Regions from separate parts of the Xenopus laevis genome. Here region 2 is linked to region 1. The links are chromatin contacts, called in public Hi-C maps. All regions are on one chromosome and are shown on one strand. The core of a region is the stretch at or near the end of the contact, and the rest is flanking DNA. Distances in the headings are between cores, read along the strand shown. Region 1 has its middle 34 kb from the start of nr4a1.S. Region 2 holds the start of prpf40b.S (pre-mRNA-processing factor 40 homolog B).

Region 1 (5,586 bases), core at 319-2,818:
AAGCGAGGGGGAGGTGGAATGCGAGGCTCACCTGTCGGGTAGCTTGCGTTCGTAGGGGCTGTCGCCATGGGGGGATCTCCAGTAGGTGGAGCAGTGGAAGGCTCAGAAGGCACTTGAGCTAGCAGGACATCGAGTGCTTGCCCAATGCGAACCTGCTGGTTTTCGTAGTCCTCCATGCGGGATGCCAGTCCGCGGAGCGCTCGTCCGACATGAGGTGTGGCTTCCTCAGAAGGATCCATGGCCCGAAAATAATGTCAGGGAGCCGGGAGCCCCTTCTGGGGAGTAGTCCGGATCTAGGAGGAAGCCCCTCAGGAGGGATCAGGATCGTGGTATCCAGGGATAAGCAGAAAGGGTAATCGGGTTCAGGCTACAGGTCACAAGGCAGGCAGAATATAATCAAAGTCCAAAGTCCAGGCAGGGGGTCAATAGCAGGCAGAGAATCAGCGAAGTCCAGGTCCAGGCAAAGGGTCACAACAAGGAATCAGGCAGATATAAGTAGGGAAAACAGCAAGGGAACCCAGGAAACTCTCAGGGAACAGAATCCTATTTTCGGGCGCCATCTTGGCGTCTCAGGCGTCCTTTTATGTTTGAATTTGGCGCCCTTGCGCCAGCGTCAGCGCGCCTGCGACCGTCGCGCCGCGCTGACGTCACGGCGCCGGCGTCGGAACCCACGTGGGTTGACTGGGCGCCGCCATCTTGAATTCTTCGCCGCCGGGAGCGGACGCGACTCCTCGCGCTCCCGGCGGTCTTGACAGCAGCTCTCTTGGTTTCCACTAATTGGTTACCAGGCAGTAACCAATTGGTGCTTTTGGATCTGAGCTGAATGCTGAGGATCAATTACAAACTCACTGAACACTTATGTCCCATGTGGCCCCCCTTGAAGTCACTGACTAACTCAGAGTTAGAGCTGAAAAGCAGGAAGTAGTGTTCTGGCTATTATGTTACACACCCAGTCACTCCAGCCTTTATATATTAAATTTTTGGCTAATTAAGTATATTAGAATCATTTTTTATTTTGGACAGCCTATCTATCTATTTACCCAGTTTTTATTTTTATATGAACTGTTCCTTTAATGTTGACCAGCCAAACAATTTCTATTATTCACCCAGAAGCATTCAGTATTTACACACATTCCAGCTCAGTTTCAGAAACTGGAAACAGAGCTGTCTTTCGGGTGTTACCTTCCTGGACCTCACAGAGCAGCAGTTACATGCATGAGTTAATGAAATACAATGGCACCCCACAGCTTTCTACCTTTTTACTACAGTTGTTGAAAAAGTTAAAATCTACAACAACAAATGTAAATAAATGCCTCTTTTTATTTTTATTTTATTCTTTCTACAACATGCCCTTGAGTTCAAGCCAGTGACATTCTGCCTCATCCCCTTTTGTTAATGGTTTACAAAAAAACACAATCTCAGGGTGATTTTAAGAATATGTATATTTTCTTCTAAAACTATCCTAAGGGTGACTCAGCTGCTGCAGTTTAGGACGGGCCAGTTTCTTTGTGCCACAAGGTGGTGATATATACTAAATACAATGAAGAGGTTCTACTGTATTGCATGGTTGCGTGTGCCAAACAAAATATACTTCTGCTCTGAAGCATCACTAGTAGCTCAGTGTACAGACAGTAAAGAAGAGAAGGTGATACTAAGCACATTTACTGGAGTACATCTTTATTCACTTACAAAGAATGTATTGGCATGTAAGCATTGACTATCCATGTGCATAGAATATACAGTTACGGGACCTGTTATCCAGAATGCTTGGGACCTGGGGTTTTCTGGATAATCTTGTCTCCATACCGTAAGTCTATAATAAACAAATAATTTAATTATTTGATTAAAATGGAGTCTATGGGAGATGGGCATAATTCTGAGCTTCTAGATAATGGGTTTCCGGATAACAGATCCCATACCTGTAATAGTAAACAAAAAAGGAAAGCGTGTGTGTGTGTGGGTGGGGGGCGGGGGAGCTGTCTTATTTCGGCACAAATAAATCTATTATGCATCTGTACATACAAATAAAAATCCTTTGAGAAAGGTATGTAATCAACAACATAAGACTAGTTCTTCAGTATTTCTACTGAAAGCACTTTTAATGCAGTTTTTTTGAATGGTGATATGTAAAAAAAATATCAGGGCTGGCACTAGGGATAGGAAGAGTATGTACATGACTAGGGTGCTGGGGGTGCATTCATTCCCAGTGCCCTAAGCCCACTCCCTCCAAGTACTTGCCTTGGGTGCCAGTATGTTTTAGCCCAGCCCTGAAGCACATTGATATTTGTTAGCTTCATTTGTAAATCTTGTGCAGCTTGTTTACTTCCATGCAGTGGTACAAAGAAATGCGTATGCATACCTATCCCTGGGGATGCTACAGCCCTGCATTGTTTGCAGTTTTAATCCCATGTATTGTTCACACCTTTAAAATGTTCACACCTGTAAGGAACCTCCATTGTTCACACCTGTAATACCCTGTACTGACCACACCCAAAACTCCACATTATTCATCTGTTCACTCAAAGACTGTAGGAGCAGCCCTGGCATTGTATCACTGTAAATAGTCTCCTACCCAGCTCTGCCTGTGCCTGCTCTACCCTACCTGTGTGTGCCATACTCTACTTGCCCTACTCTGCCTTAATCATGTGCCGGAGGGTTGCTGTGCTATCCACAGGGGAGGAAGAGGCATATAGATTTAAGGTTATGTCTTAATAAACATTTTTCACAAATAAGTAAAGAGTGATATCCCTGCAGTGAGCACCAATCATTTCGGTTTTTTTTGTGTGCCACTACCTTTAATGTGGGTATGGCCTTAACATTTTTTGTGATAACATGAATGTAGTTAAAAGGGGGAATGCTCAAGACTGGGTTCCATTATCGGCCCTCCACCAAGTAGGCCAGAAAAATTCTGTCCCCGAGTACCACAGTTGGACAGAATTGTGTCCATGTATACTGTACATGTTTTGGGGATATCACTAGTCTCACTTTATATAATTTCAAAAGTACAGTACATCTTTATTGCCTGTAACCACCATAGGCCTTTGCAGAGAGCCTGCAAATAAAAAAGAACAAATTAATTTTCTCTAAACTTTCCTTAGTGGAGCAACATTACAAAACTATCCTGTTATGCTTGTAAAATTTGATAATATCTGGTAGGGATGCACCAAATTCATTTTTTTGGATTCGGCCGAACCCCCAAATCCTTTGCCAAAATTTGGCAGAATACCGAACCAAATCCAAATTGGCATATGCCAGGGGGGGGAAGGAGAAAACATTTTTTACTTACTTGTTTTGTGACAAAAAGTCACGCAATTTCCCTCCCCACCCCATATGCAAATTAGGATTTGGATTTGGTTTGGCCAGGCAGAATGATTCGGCCGAATCCGATTCCTGCTGAAAAAGGTAGAATCCTGGCCGAATCCCAAACCGAATCCCGGATTCGGTTCATCCCTAATATCTTAAAATCTAAGAAAAAATAATGTATGTCAACTTTAGAAGTGCCTAGAATCAAAATACACTCAATTATATTGTGGGTTTACATTCCCTTCATGGGCTTAAGGGGGGCACTATGAGGCTTATATTATGAGCAATTTCAGCATCTATTGGTAAAACAGGACAATCTCTAGATATGTTTGGGGCCTTATAACATCTAGTTACAACACTGATTTCGTTTAATTTATAAAACTATGAACATAGATGGGGACCAAGTAGTTGATCTCTGTATTTAGACCAGTTGGAAATGTAACTGGGGGTATCTTTAAATGTAACATACTTGCACTGAACTGACTTTTACAGAAGGTGCTGCTCCCTTCCCTTGCCCCTTGCCTCCTTGGGAATAAGAAGACTCCAACACATTCTTTTAATTATAAATATTATGGGTATAATAACACTACAGGAAGGTAATGCATAAATAAAGCGATTGCAAGGCTAACAGTTAACGAAGCACAGTAATGTCTCCGCAGACAAGCAAAGAGGGAAATATAATATTAATATTTCCGTTAAAATAAATATAATTAAATACAATTAAAATAAAGACCACAGCAGAAGTTTTTGAGTCTTTTGGGCAGTGAAGTTCCAACTTACAGCGAATCCTTATCAAGGGCTCTCCTGGGCCCGTATGTAATTCAAATATAAGTAAAGAAGAATCGCTGTATTTCCTGACAAAGCAAAGGAAAAGGGGAACAAAAACAGATATGCGTAATATGGTGCAGTATTTTCTGCTATTTTATATAAATGCACCTTTAACTGTGCGTGATTAAACGTGTATAATAGTGCAAACACTGTGTGACAAAATTAAAACACTTAAATTGTGCGACTGTGTATCTGTTTTATATATACATATACACCACTGCTAATTTGTACATTAGTGTGAAAAGATAATATAAGTGAATTAAAAAATTTTTAACAGTGAAAAAGAAATAAACAAAAGTTTAACGATAATAATATATAAAAAAAAAAAAAAATACCCTTGTCTCACAGACACCTCTTATAGTTAATATAAGTGAGGGAAAGTGGAGAAAATCTGTTAACAAATTATTTTCAAGGACACCAAATGGTAACAAGTATAGAGAGTTTGATTTAATTGCTTAATTAGCTCCTTTTAAATGAACTCTTCACCCAGTGCTGTTCTGGTGGTATATTATACTCACAGACGTGAGTGAATCTGCGCTTTTGAGAGAACAGGCCGTGTCCTTCCAACATTCATCTGGCAACCTTCTAGCTAGGCAGAAAATAGAGCAGCATGTGCAGTATCGTTTAAAAAAGCTGTTTAATAAAAATATAAAATACACTCACAAACGCCTCTTTTAAAATCACATGTAAAATCTGTGTAGTCCGCTTTTCAAATGAAACCGCAGCGTCCTTTACTTTGCTCTGCGCATCTCAATCTTGCGCTGCAGCTCCAAACGATCTGTCTCCGCTCGACGCGTTTCGCCAATAGGCTTCTTCCAAGAGCGATTTCTTCTTCCCATAATGCTCTCTACTTAAAGCCCAGCTAGATTCAAAACTGTCCAAACTTTATCCGCACAAATAAACACAAACAAATCCAATTCACGAGTTCCCATCGTAAAGGCATATCTACACCTATAGCTATAATATTCCACAGTGCTTTCAGACTTCTGTTGCAAAGTTCATATTAACACATCCATATATATAAAAAAAGGAAACCTCTTGCACATTGTTACAGTATCATATTCTTTGAGATTACATTCTTTCAATTGATGACATACTACTTTTACTCTAGGAACGCTCTCTTTTTTTTTTTTTTTTTTATATATTATTATCGTTAAACTTTTGTTTATTTCTTTTTCACTGTTAAAATTTTTTTAATTCACTTATATTATCTTTTCACACTAATGTACAAATTAGCAGTGGTGTATATGTATATATAAAACAGATACACAGTCGCACAATTTAAGTGTTTTAATTTTGTCACACAGTGTTTGCACTATTATACACGTTTAATCACGCACAGTTAAAGGTGCATTTATATAAAATAGCAGAAAATACTGCACCATATTACGCATATCTGTTTTTGTTCCCCTTTTCCTTTGCTTTGTCAGGAAATACAGCGATTCTTCTTTACTT
Region 2 (6,256 bases), core at 2,284-4,783, 150 kb after region 1:
GATGTGAGTCTAAGATAACTCCTAGGCAGCGTGCCTGTGTGGTGGAATGAAAGGTGGTGTTGTATTATATTTGTATTGTATACTGTATAGTATTATGGTCAGAGTTCAGCCATAATGAACCATGGTCAAAATGCACAATTTAGGCTGAAACAGTAATGTTACACTGGAATTACTAGTCTTTCCTAATAACGGACATTTCTCAAATGTACTGTATGTAAGAAGCAGCTCTATCTCTGCACCACCCTGTTGGGAAATGGGAATCACTATCTCTTCCAACCCTCTCTGCACAAGATGTACACATTAGTAGAAAAAAATATTCTTGCAAATATTTTTATTTGAAACAACAAGCACCATGGCCAAGGTATGCAGAGTTAACAGCAAATTTAACAGCATAAATAAAGGATAACTCACATAGCCATAATAGTATCTGGTTTAGTGCTAATAAAACTGTTATAATGTGCATTTCTGACACCTGCTGGAATAAAAGGACACTGCAGGGTTGCTTTATTTTGGTTATTAATGTTTTTCAGCATTGATGAAAAACGTGTATCAGACGGATTAGCATTTATTTAGCCTTCTGTTAGAACGAGGCAGCACCAGGCAGATTATTATCTGTGTTAAAGCACAAGTTCCTGCATTCTGCAGCTCCCTGCAACAGTGGTGACAGACAGTTAGTGAGCTGACATCAAAGGGATAATGTACTAATATAATACTGGACATGATGTAATAGGGGTGTGTCAGTCTTATATTTTTTTAATTTTGTCCAGTATCAGTTTTTTCAAATTATGTACATAAGCCTTCACTGTTATCCAAATTACCAAATATCTGTAAATTGGGTGCTAGCAACCAGATAGCTGCTGAAAAACTGGAAAGCTGATAAGCAAAAAGCAAATTAATAAAAAAGAAAACAGCAAAATAAAAATTTAAGATCTACTGCAAATTATCTCAGAATTTTACTGTCTACAGCATACTGAAAGTTAAGTTCAAAAATGAGTTACCCCTTTAAGGCTCATCAGGAACTGACTATTGTCCCTTAGGTGCAACTGACACTTGGTGCAAAGGGCATTTTGTACAGTACTGGACAGGTGGAATTCCGAACGAAACCTAAGAAGCACTAAGCACAAGACAGTGCACTGGGCTTTATGCTGAACACCCCATAATAAGCCAGTAATATTTGCCAAGAATACAATTCACTAAAGGTCTATGTGTAAATTATCCCTGAGAGACCTTTGACACAGTGAACAGGGATTTGTGAGTATTAACCCAGATTTAGAGATCAGGATGTGGGACTTAATTCTTCAGACACACAAGTGATACATTATCTTCATGGGCCTGGACCTCATTTCTTTCCACACTCCTCCTCTGCACCCATAGAGTCCCTTTATAGTTATACTACTAGTGCAAATGTATAAATAATAGGCAATTCTGATATAAGTTAATACTCCCTCAACTCACAGAACATACTAACAAATAAAAACACGTTTGGATGCCCCTATCAGTAAATCAAGTGAATAAAGCAAAAATAATATCACTTAGAGTAGTGTTCCCTCACCTCTGATAAATCAATAACCGAAATTCATTCAATACATCGATCAACACAGTTCAATTCACAGCAATGTAAAACACAGGAGACCAAACAATATTTGGCACCAGCCTCCAGCTATTTATGACATAGATGTAACAACAGTAAGTGACGGGGCCACAAGCATTTCATGACACAGTAGTGCAGACTCCCGGCAATATTTGTTTGTATTATTATTTCTCTTGCTCTTTAGTATAGGCAGGGAAATTGGCTACTTATAGGAGAAGGAAAGGCTTTATGCACTTGGGGGTGCAAATGTTAGGCACCCCCAAGTGATTGTATTGACTTACATGAAACCCCAGGCCGGTGCTCCAATCAGCAGAAAACTGCACCGGCCTGGGGTTATACCAGCGAGCACCACAGAGTGATCCTCTTCCAGCTTCTTCTTTCTTGAAATTTCCCAGGGCAGACGCATGTACAGTAGAATGAAAAAGCCAACTTAAAGTACGGCTTCTTACTCTAACGCCCATGCAAAGCCGCTCGAAGAAAGAAGAAGCCGGAAGAGGATCGCTCCATGGTGCTCACTGGTATAACCCCAGGCCAGTGCAGTTTTCTGCTGATAGGATCACCGGTCCGGGGTTTCAGGTAAGTCAATACAATCACTTGGGGGTGCCTAATATATGGCACCCCCAAGTCCACAAAGCCTTTCCTTCTCCTTTAAGACACTGGAGTTTTTTTTGAGTTATTTAGCTTTTTATTTTGCAGCTCTTCAATTTGCATTATAAACAATCTGGAAGCTAGGGTCCAATTTACCCTAGCAACCATGCATTGATTTGAATAAGAGACAGGAATATGAATAGGAGAGGACCTTACTAAAAAGATGAGAAATATAAATTAGCAATAACAATAAATTGGCAGCCTTACAGAACATTTGCTTTCAGATGGGGTCAGTGACGCCCATTTGAAAGCTTGAAAGTGTCAGAAGAAAAAAGCAAATAATTATAAAACTATAAAAAATAAATACTGAAACCCAATGGAAAAGTTGCTTAGAATTTGCCTTTCTATTACATATTAAAAGTTTACATAAAGGTGAACCACCCCTTTAACAACAGATGAAGCAGATCCCACAGTTACAAGGGTCTCCGGGAAGAGGGGGCCAAGACTATGGGGTCTGCTTCCTATAGTTATGAAAATCCCCTGCTGTCTTACCTACTTCAGCACAAGTGGCCAGGAGATAGGGATGTGATTGAGCAAGTGGGCAGGAAGGTGGAGCTGCAGTGTACTGGGCCCCTCTGAAGTCTTTGGGGGGGGGGGCAGTGCAGTGTTGTTACCCCACTGTCAGTGACCCCCGTTTTAAATCTGAAAAGAAACAGAAAAGAACAGCAAGTTTTAAAGAAACAAATGCCCAACTGAAAAATTGCTAAGAAAAGACCATTCTATGACTTACATAAGGTGAACCACCCATGATGATCTCCTTTGAGTAAACTGTTAGTATGATGTAGAGAGTGACATTTGACATAATTTGCAATCGGTTTTCATTTTTTATTATTTGTCTTTTTACAGTTATTTGCCTTATTATTCAGCAGCTCTCCAGTTTGCAATATCAGCAATCTGGTTGCTAGGGGCCAAATTTCCCTAGCAACCATGCATTGATTTGAATAAGAGACTGGAATAGGAACAGGAGAGGGCCCAAAAAGGAGTCATAAAAAGTAGCAATAACTATAAATCTGAAACCTTACAGAGCATTTTTTTTTTAGATGGGGTGAGTGACCCCCACTGAAAAGAATCAAAAGACGAAGAAATAATTATGATAATATTAAAAAAAAATGGAGACCAATTGAAAGGTTGTTTAGAATTGGACATTCTTTAACATACTTTAAGTTAACTTCAAGGTGAACCACCCGTTTAACGCCTGCTGGATAACACACAGGTAGTGGGATCCAAACCCTCATGTCCAGACTGACATTTAACTAGGCCCCTGTTTTGCAAGAACACTCAGCTTCAGCTAAGGGGGCAGCAGACAGGGGAATTGTCGCGTCGGTACTGAAAGTGTTAACCCTTCTGCCGTCCCCGCCTCTTGCTGACGTTGTGGCCAATGAGCGCGCAGCTTGTTGCAGGGGCGGTACCAGTGATGGGGTTTCGGCTGGCGCAGAGATGGTAGCGTAGCTTTGTTTATTTCTCTCTGGGTAATTGGGGGGAAGTGGGGTTAGTATAATGGACACCGGAGTGGGGTGTGTGGGATCACTGTCTATTCATTCCTTTATTCCCGGATGCTTGTCTTCTAATTGGTTGTTTGGTTGGGGAGCATCAGGGACAGAGCCTGCAGGGCAAATGGGTGTGTGTGTGAGGCACTGGGGTTATTATATGTATAATGTAGAGGTGGTGGCTGAGGTTCCATGCAGTGGTCAGGAATAGGGGACAGCTACTTAACTAATAATATATTATTATTATTATATAGGAGCTGCATATGGCTTGCAAATGGTTGGTAGGAACCTGAACTGTGCTGTATGTGTAATATAAAGGTTATGATATGCAGTGTGAGCTCAGGGAGTTGTGTGCTATTGCTTACAACTACTGCAAATATTGCCTGGGGACATATAAGAGGATCTGGTAGGAAGATAATATGCCTTTGGGGCCGTGGGATATATAGTGAATTAAGTACCCCCTCTTGTAAGTTATAAGGATATTATAAGTCACCGAGCAATTTTATGACCATATAAAAACACGAGGCCAGGTCATGGAACAACGAGGTAACTTCTAATATCCTCATATTTTGCAACTGGGGGTACTTTATTATAATACACAAGTTTCAGTGAGTCATGTGACAGAAATGACGCCAGAACTCACCGTTTATAACTGATGACATCAGAACTCACCGTTTATAAGGATATAATTTACAGGATATTCATGGCTTTTGTGTATTATATAATCATATCTATATGGGACATAATCAGTGGCAGAACTACTGGGGGAGTAGGGGGTGCTAGGGCCTGCACCCCCTCAGGGTCCCCCGGCAGCCCGCACGCTACTGAAATGCGGGCTGTACGGAGTGGGGCGGGGGCCCGGCTGCTGGATATAATCATACGGAAAGTGTCTCTAATGCACATGTTTTCGTACACGTTTTTATACATTCAAAGCTTAAATGGAGCAGAGGAATTGTGTGATCTCTGCAAATAAGAATGGATTTCTATATAGTATTTAGCAGATACTGTGGGGAAACATTTTCCGATATCGTATTTAGCAGATACTGTGGGGAAACATATCTAAGCTCCAAATCTACATTGGGATGTTAAGGACAAAATTCATTGTTTGGAGGTATGCACTAGAGCAGGTATCCCCAACCTTTTGAACCTGTGAGCAACATTCAGAGGTAAAAGGAGTTGGGGTACCAAATAAGTGCTGTGATTGGTCATTTGTTAGTCCCTATGTGGATTGTCAACATCCAAGGGGTTGGAGAGCAACATGTTGCTCCCGAGCTACTGGTTGGGGATCACTGCACTAGAGACAAAATGAGCAGTTGAGAAAATAAAGCAAATCATTCATTAAAGGACCTGTTTTCCTTCCAAGCCATTTTTGGTATGTAGGCACATAAGACAATTTGTGACTGACCTTCATTTTTTTTTGTATTCTTTTTGTATCTTTAAATATTTTTTAATTATATTTTAACGGTTATGCTATGTGTTAATGACACTAACAACCAAGGAGAAATTGGGAAGTCAATAGGAGAAGTAGAACATCTGGAGATAAATATTAGCAATGAAAACAATAAACTTGAAGCCTCACAGTCAGTGTGCTTTTTTGGTTGCCCATATTAGTGACCTGACAGTCAGACAGCATTTTTACCTGAAGACTAATCGGAAGGCGGATCAGCCATATCAAATTGTTAATGAAGACCAACTGAAATGTTTAGCATCTGTAATATATAAAAGCATATTCCAGCCAGCTTATTAAAAATGGTTGTAAAGAAAATCTTTAAATTCAATGTGCCAAGAGTTGCTTTAAATGTGGGCACATCATTTCCTGCCATATGATCCTATCATTAATGAAAATTCTGTTTAATTATTTATATTTTGTCTCTGCATCTACACTCTGTAGCTAGGGTCAAATATGCCAATGCAGGAATGGAACCTATTATCCAGAATGCCTGGCATCTGGGGTCTTTCTGTAATTTGGACCACCATAACTGTAAGGGCTCTTACACATAAACACATCAGATTGATTGCAATATATTCTGTGTGGATGTACTCACGAGCATTCAGAGTTGCAAATTATTCCATTTGATTTTTTTTTAGATTCAACATGAATCTGAATTTGCTTGTGCTTGGCGGCATTCAGAAACGAATAGAATAGAAGGTTTTGTTTGGAACTGACAACACATTTCTTTGCCAATTTACAGAAAGTAGAAAGTAGACAAGGCCTGGAAGCCATTTTAAAAAAGGGTAAAACTAAGCATGATGTTGAATTTTATGGATTATATTGCTATGTGTGAGCCAGGTAGCCGTGCAGTGACTAAAAAAAATACATTATAAATAGGCTAATCCCATTTGGTTTGACAGATTCAGATGTGCTTTGATGAACCTGATTATTAGTCTCCTTTCCTTTTGCACACAAAGGAAAAATAGGACTTTTCATATAACTTAAGAACAGTTTTGTATAGCAGAGATTTATTTAGTGTAAACACATTTCGCATTATAAACACCAGGGTGGCTGAGGAGGCATCGCTGTGAATAGGGT

What was found. Hi-C and Micro-C count contacts between places; a contact is called where the count stands out from the background.
Region 2: a contact with region 1 is called in a Hi-C map of animal cap, with 6 times the contacts expected there. The contact joins the promoter of prpf40b.S here to the enhancer-like site in region 1. A contact is called at or near these places in 3 of 4 Hi-C or Micro-C datasets (the XL177 cell line, the XTC cell line and animal cap).

What each region holds. Positions count from the first base shown.
Region 1 is chr2S:126,809,518-126,815,103 of Xenopus_laevis_v10.1, forward strand. No RefSeq gene overlaps it. Among protein-coding and RNA genes, the nearest start is that of nr4a1.S, 34 kb to the right of the region's middle. Within about 2 kb of position 1,569, at least 2 of the 7 cell types and tissues checked have an H3K27ac peak or open chromatin away from gene starts, as enhancers often do. A contact at or near this core is called in animal cap, where this site is marked.
Region 2 is chr2S:126,953,371-126,959,626 of Xenopus_laevis_v10.1, forward strand. It overlaps prpf40b.S (pre-mRNA-processing factor 40 homolog B), which reads left to right and starts at 3,534. Exons shown (of 27, transcript XM_018249973.2): 1 at 3,534-3,679. The coding sequence starts at 3,677.